Linked DNA regions of Mus musculus: region 2 is linked to region 1. A link is a contact called in public Hi-C data. All regions are on one chromosome and are shown on one strand. The core of a region is the stretch at or near the end of the contact, and the rest is flanking DNA. Distances in the headings are between cores, read along the strand shown. Region 1 overlaps Tiam1 (T cell lymphoma invasion and metastasis 1). Region 2 overlaps Scaf4 (SR-related CTD-associated factor 4).

Region 1 (3,176 bases), core at 241-2,740:
TGTCTCTGTGGGTCCTGCCGGGGTATGGAGGATGTAAACGCCTTGTCTTGATTTGCAGCGAGAGTTGGTCGATGGCATCTGTCAGATTGAGTGTCTGTATGGGAATTAATTTTGCAGACTGGGGGGAGAGGGAGGCGCCTTCATTTTATGTTTTTAAAAGTCCTTAGTGTTGGAGTTGAAGAGATGGCTAAGCAGTTAAGAATGGTTGTTTATCTTGCAGAAAACCCAGGTTTAATCCCCAGCACCCACATGGTGGCTTACAACTGTCTGTAAGAGAACTGTCTCTTCCAGTTCTAAGAGATCGGATACCCTCTTCCAGCCTCTCTTGACGTCAGGGGTGCACACATCAATACATACAGGCGAAACACCGGTGCACATAAAATAATAATTTTAGAAATCATTAATGTCCTTTATGGTTTACTTTCTCTACAAGGTCATGAGATCAGTCATGCCCAAATTCGCAGTCTTTATGACTTTTTCTGTAATCCTTTCATTACATTTCTATTTTATGTACTTGTGTATGTGTGTACATGATACTTACACATTTATCATGACCCATAGGTCCCACTAAGCCGAGGGTCTCCAGAGGAGGATTTGAATATGGGAAGATGATGTCTCCTTTCTGTTTGGACTGCCATCCTATGCCTTCCCCTCAGCATTCCTGAAGCTGGCCATTGTCACTTCCTCTGTCCTGTTTCTTTGGTCATCAGCACACAGCCCTGATTGGTTTAGTGGTTATTGTTGCAGAGTGTCTCACTGCAAGACAGCCTTGGTCCTCTGTAACCTGGCAGTGTAGGCCAGCCTCAGGGGGCTGGAGACTGCTGTGTTCCTCTGCAGCGGCTCACGCAGCTGGTCTGGGACTGGTCTGAGGCTGCGTGATTGACCCTGCTCTTGTCTGCGTGTAACTGGGTCTCTGTTACACGAGCCCCATATACACTGGGTCTCCAGTAGGGCCCTCCTCTCCGTGAAGCCCTTCGTCCCCCAGACCGTGGTTTGAAGTTTCTTTGCACGGTGGGCAAGAACGGGGAGCTGTGCAACCACTTGGGCCCTGGCTAGAAATGTGTGGATTTTCACTTAGACTATTTCCACTGGTCAAAGCAAGCCTTGACCCAGCCCAGTGCTGGGCTCCAAGTAGGGTAAGAGGGACTGAGCTCGTGACTTTTACAAGCCCCAGACCTGTATTGTATGCCCTTGCCTTCTCTCTTGCTAGTTGTATTTGCCACATATATTTTCTGCCGAGAGACTTAAAGCTTAAATGCTTGACATTTCTGTTTGTGTCCACCCTGTGCTGGTTTTCTGGGAATGGGGTGAGTAGAAGCCAGTGTTTTCTTTCCTTTATTTTTTCCTTCCAACATGGGCCGTCAAGGCACTCCCCGAATTTGTCAGACGTTTGTTCCTTTCCTGACTGCCCTGGGGCGTCTGCTCAGTGCTATACTTCCACCGAGGGGCAGGGGCTCTTCTGAGCAGTCTGTTCTATGCCTGTGTTATCTTACTGTATGTTTATCTTGGGTTTCCTCTGGCAGGGAAAGTACCTCAGTCTTGTTGTTCTTCTGTACTGTCTTCGGTGTCACTGGACTTTTATTTAAGAAAAAAAAGTTAGTTCTAGGAAAGATGCCGCCAGTGTGGTCGGCCTGCACGTAGCTGTCCCTCGGTGGGTGGCTGCTTGTGTAAATGGCTGATCCCCGGGACCAGGGTTATGAAGTCACTCGTGAATCAAGCTTAGCCGTTATAAACACCTGCATCCTCCATGTCCTAACGGAGCCTGTTGGATTTACTCATTTCCAGAGCGTTCTGTGTGCTTGGTTGTGCTCCCCGTGTCTTGACTCTCTGTGTTCTTGGACATTTCGTGGGGCTCTGCTTTATACTGTGTTTAAGTCTTTAATGTGTTTTGGCAGATTCGTGTATTCTGACCTGCTTCTGCGATCTCATTTCTGTCTCTATGATCTCATTTCATTTGTCTTACTTATTCTCCCTTCTCTTTCCTGAATTGCATTTTTAAATTCCGTTTATAACTTATGTAACCTGTCCCTGATCTTTGACTGTTTGCTCTTGCAGTTTGGAAATGAATTTCCCCCTCCCCATTTTATTCACTTAACATCCCGATCACAGACCCCCTTTCCTCTTCTCCCACTCCTACCCTTACAAATCCCTCCCCTTGCTGCTCCCTCCCCTTCTCCTTAGAAGGGGAGCCTGCCTTGGATTACCCCCACCACTGTGGAACATCTGTCCCAGCAGGACTAGGCACATCCTCTCCTACTGAGGTCCAATCAGGCCGTTCAGGTAGCGGGAAGGGGATCCAATGGCTGGGAGCCGAGACCGAGATAGCCCCTGCCCCACTTCTTAGGGGACCTACCTGAAGACCAAGCTGCACACCTGCTACAAATGTGTAGGGGGCCTAGGTACAGCTGCTGCATGATGCCTGGTTGGTGGCCCAGGCTTTGTGAGCCCCCATGGTCCCAAGTTATTGACTCTGTGCATCTTCTCATGGTGTTCTTGACCCGTTGACTTGTTCACGTCTCTCCCCCACTCTTCCTCCTGACTCTCCAGGCTCCTCCTGATGTTTGGCTGTGGGTCTCTGTATCTGCCTCCATCCACTGCTGGACACTTAGGCTAGGCTCCTGCCTGCAAGCATAGCAGAGTATCATTAATAGCGTCAGGGGTTGACTCTGCCATGGGATGGGTCTCAAGTTGGAGCAGTCATTGGTTGGCTGTGTCCTCAGTCTCTGCTCCATCTTTGTCCCTGCACTTCTGTAGGCAAGACAGATTCTGGGTTCGAGGTTTTGTGGGTGGGTTGATGCCCCCCCTCCTCTGGAAATTGGGCATGATTCTTGGGGGGGGGGCATTTTATTTATTTACATTTCAAATGTTATCCCTTTTCCCTATTCTGCACCCCTCCTGCTTCTAGGAGGGTGTACCCCCGCCCACCCACCCACTCCCGCCTCCCTGTCCTGGCATTCCCTACACTGGGGCATTGAGCCTTCATGGGATGAAGGGCCTCTTCTCCCATTGATGTCCCACAAGGCCATTCTCTGCTACATATGCAGCTGGAGCCATGGGTCTCTCCATGTGTACTCCTTGGTTGGTGGTTTAGACCCTGGGAGCTCTGGTTGGTTGATATTATTGTTCTTCCTATGGGGTTACAAACACCTTCAGCTCCGTTAGTCCTTTCTCTAACT
Region 2 (3,176 bases), core at 242-2,741, 450 kb before region 1:
CCTGGTTGACAATAAGACTGAGAACTCCTAATACCGGCTATGTGTGCAGCATTGATTTTAGTGTCAGTTATCATCTTAATCAAAAACTACCCTACGGAGAGAGGCAAGTGAAAGTACTCGCTGAGAGTCTCACCACCTGAGTTCAGTCCCTGGAACCTTAGCAAAGGTGAAAGGAGTGAAACCACCCCGTCAAGTTGTCATCTGGCCTCCACATACGCTCCCACACACCACAGACTTCTGTCTTAATTCAGTCATGCTTTTTACCTCAAAAAACAGTGTCTGATTTTTTACCTGTTTATACCACTGTAAACTTCTGTATGAATTCCCATTTCCCATTTGTCATTTAGTAATGACATTCTGCATAATTTTTGTTCATGAGGCTTCAGTTTTAAAGCTCCATATTCACTGTATGTTTGACACTTATTCTAGCTCTTTGCAAGTATATTAGAAACATAATCTCAGCAAGGAGAAGGCATTGATATAACCAGCATAGTTGAGTATATTGCTCAAACACAGGAATATACTCAGGTATATCACAAGACTGGAGACACTGGACCCAAAGAAATCTCAGTTTCATAATTTTTTACAGTGACTATTTGGAACTGACAACTTGAGGTGGGGAAATGGGTATTTCCTGATGAACTTATGCTCAGTGGATTTGCGCTCTAGGTTATATGTAGGCTTGCCAGTGGAATGTTGGTTAATCCCAGCAGGAGCCACTGTACTCCTTTAGGACTTAAGAGTCTAGACTAACAAGATACTAGGATGGTGGGATATTTTATTCCTGATGGTATTTAAATTACAAATACTTAATGGTAAGTAAAGAATAAACAGAGCATGTGTTGTGTTTAGACCGGATCTTATTTATCCTATTCCCTAGGCCACTAGTCTACTGGTGGAGTTGCCTCTCTCTATAAGCTATTGTGTTAAAGCAGTTGACCAACTTTGTAGTATATAATCTACCTCTGAAAGATCTCCAGTGTTTTTGTGTACTTAATAATGAGATTTCTATTTTGTCCTCTCCCTGTTCTTGGTTAGCACTAACTTTTAACTGAAGCAATAAAACCCTACCTACATAGGGTATAACTACATTATTATTATAATGTATCTAAGTTTTTATAGGTTTTATTTTATTTGTAGGAGCATTTTGCCTGTGCATCAGGTGCACACTGCCAGCAGAGGCCAGAAGGGGAGATTTCTGAGAATTGCAGTTATGGGTGGTTGTAAAGCCACCATGTGGGTACAGGGAACTGAACCTGTTGTTCTGCAAGAGCAGCAGGTGCTCCATTGCGCCTTGTAACTCCTTAGGTAACATGGTATCCCTTACAAATAAACGCCTAGAGTGAGGATGTGGCTCATTTCGGTAGTGTTTGTTGTGTCAGCATAAGGTCGATTGTGGATCCCAGCATCCACTTAAAAGTCTGGGCTTGGGGATCCCTGGGCACTGAACGGGTGAGCGCCACAAGTTTCTCTGTATAGCACTTGAAGTCCTGCCAACTTCCTTTGTAGGTCAGGCTGGCCTCCTACTCAAACAGATCTGCCTGCTTCTGCCTCCCAAGTGCTGGGATTAAAGGCTTTGTGCAGGTGCCACCACACATTTTTTTAAAATGTGTATGTATCATCTAATTCCTAAGATTTGACAAACAATAATAGTTAAGTCCACCAAAGAAAGGATAGCTAAACCATGGTGATTGTCACATGCAAGTCTTTCTCTTTCTTGGGAACAGGATCTTTCTTTGTAATTCAGATGAGCAGGTAACACTGTAGCCCAGACTACTTCTGAGTGTGCAGCAGTCAGTGCCTGGCTCTGTTGTGATAGGATAACAGGTATGTGCCATTATGGTGGCTGTCCAAATTTATATAAAGGCCCTTCATTGTTGTCCAGTATTCTAAAAACCAGTGAATTGTACAGTTTTAGAGTATAGTTTCATTATATTTAAAAAAAAAAACTTTTTAAAACTCAAATGTTACATTATGACAAACCATTTTACTATTTCTTGCTCAATTTGGTTGTTAGATTGAAAACAAAATCTGTTAGCCAACCACATGGCTTTGTAAATTATTGTGTTGAGTGGGGCAGTGGTGGCAAAACACATGTGGCAGGTAGAGGGAGAGGAAGGAGGAATTCTTGTTTTTGAAGCCAAACTTGGTCTATAGAGCGAACGACAACCAAGACTGCAGAGAAACCTTGTCTTGAAAAACTTAAAGAAAAAAATTATTTTGTTGATTTCTAAATTTTATTCAGAAGGTATATTTGTGGGTTTTTTTTTTTTTTCCTTCCAAGATAGGGTTTCTCTGTATAGCTCTGGCTGTCCTGAAACTCACTCTGTAGACCAGGCTGGCCTTGAACTCAGAAATCCGCCTGCCTCTGCCTCCCAAGTGCTGGGATTAAAGGCATACGCCACCACTGCCCGGCTGGTATATTTGTTTTTGATGTGATATTTTTAAGAAGTTAGCTAGAAGAGACAGGAAAAGCCAAGAGAGGGTAGAAATTCTGTGTTTGCTCATTGATAACAACCAGGTGCTATAGCTAATATTATGTATCTGTCTAAATGCTAAAACTTTTTCTAATTATTTTCCAATAAAATGATTTAACATTTTTGAAACAAGCTCTTTTGTTCTTTGTTGATGTCTAGGAGGAAATACTGAAAAAGATTCTTCATAGGTGATTTCAATGAGATACTAATGTTCAAGTTCACTAGTGAAGCATAATAATAATTAATAATAATAATTGTTCTTGAAACCTGGCTCTGTGTTAGTGAACTAGAGCAGTGGCAGAGACAAGCATGGACAGTCTAGAATATTGCTGTGTGTGTGGTGGGTGTGTGTACACACCACAGTGTGCTTGTGGAGGTCAGGATAACCATATGGAGTTAGTGCTACCTTTGCATGGGTCCTGGGGATTGAACTCCGGTGACAAGCACCTTTATCCACTTACCCATCCTGCCAGCACCAGCGTCTTTAGCATCACCTTCTGGTGCATTTCTTGAGCAAATGGAAGGGAGTTTGGATTGACTGCAGTTCTGTGAACCAGAGTGGAGGTAAGGATGGAAGACCTGGTGTTGGAAACAGGAGCTGAACAGCTACACAACAAAACAACAGACGGTGAGGGAAGTGTCACTTGAAATTGTAGGCAGAGTTCTCTAAAATGAAACATAAATTGGGATATGTTTTAG

What was found. Hi-C and Micro-C count contacts between places; a contact is called where the count stands out from the background.
Region 2: a Hi-C map of regulatory T cells shows a contact between it and region 1, with 2.4 times the contacts expected there. The contact joins two enhancer-like sites. A contact is called at or near these places in 7 of 39 promoter capture datasets (the 3T3-L1 cell line, the C10 cell line, HPC-7-derived erythroid cells and 4 more), 2 of 484 Hi-C or Micro-C datasets (Th1 cells and regulatory T cells), 2 of 115 datasets of contacts at active chromatin or transcription factors (embryonic midbrain and memory CD8 T cells) and 1 of 9 other capture datasets (liver).

Annotation. Positions count from the first base shown.
Region 1 is chr16:89,824,420-89,827,595 of GRCm38.p6, reverse strand. The region is part of intron 15 of Tiam1 (T cell lymphoma invasion and metastasis 1); the gene reads left to right. Among named protein-coding and RNA genes, the nearest start is that of Gm52239, 32 kb to the right of the region's middle. Within about 2 kb of position 1,490, at least 34 of the 459 cell types and tissues checked have an H3K27ac peak or open chromatin away from gene starts, as enhancers often do. A contact at or near this core is called in regulatory T cells, where this site is marked.
Region 2 is chr16:90,274,001-90,277,176 of GRCm38.p6, reverse strand. The region is part of intron 1 of Scaf4 (SR-related CTD-associated factor 4); the gene reads left to right. Among named protein-coding and RNA genes, the nearest start is that of Scaf4, 8.9 kb to the left of the region's middle. Within about 2 kb of position 1,491, at least 8 of the 459 cell types and tissues checked have an H3K27ac peak or open chromatin away from gene starts, as enhancers often do. A contact at or near this core is called in regulatory T cells, where this site is marked.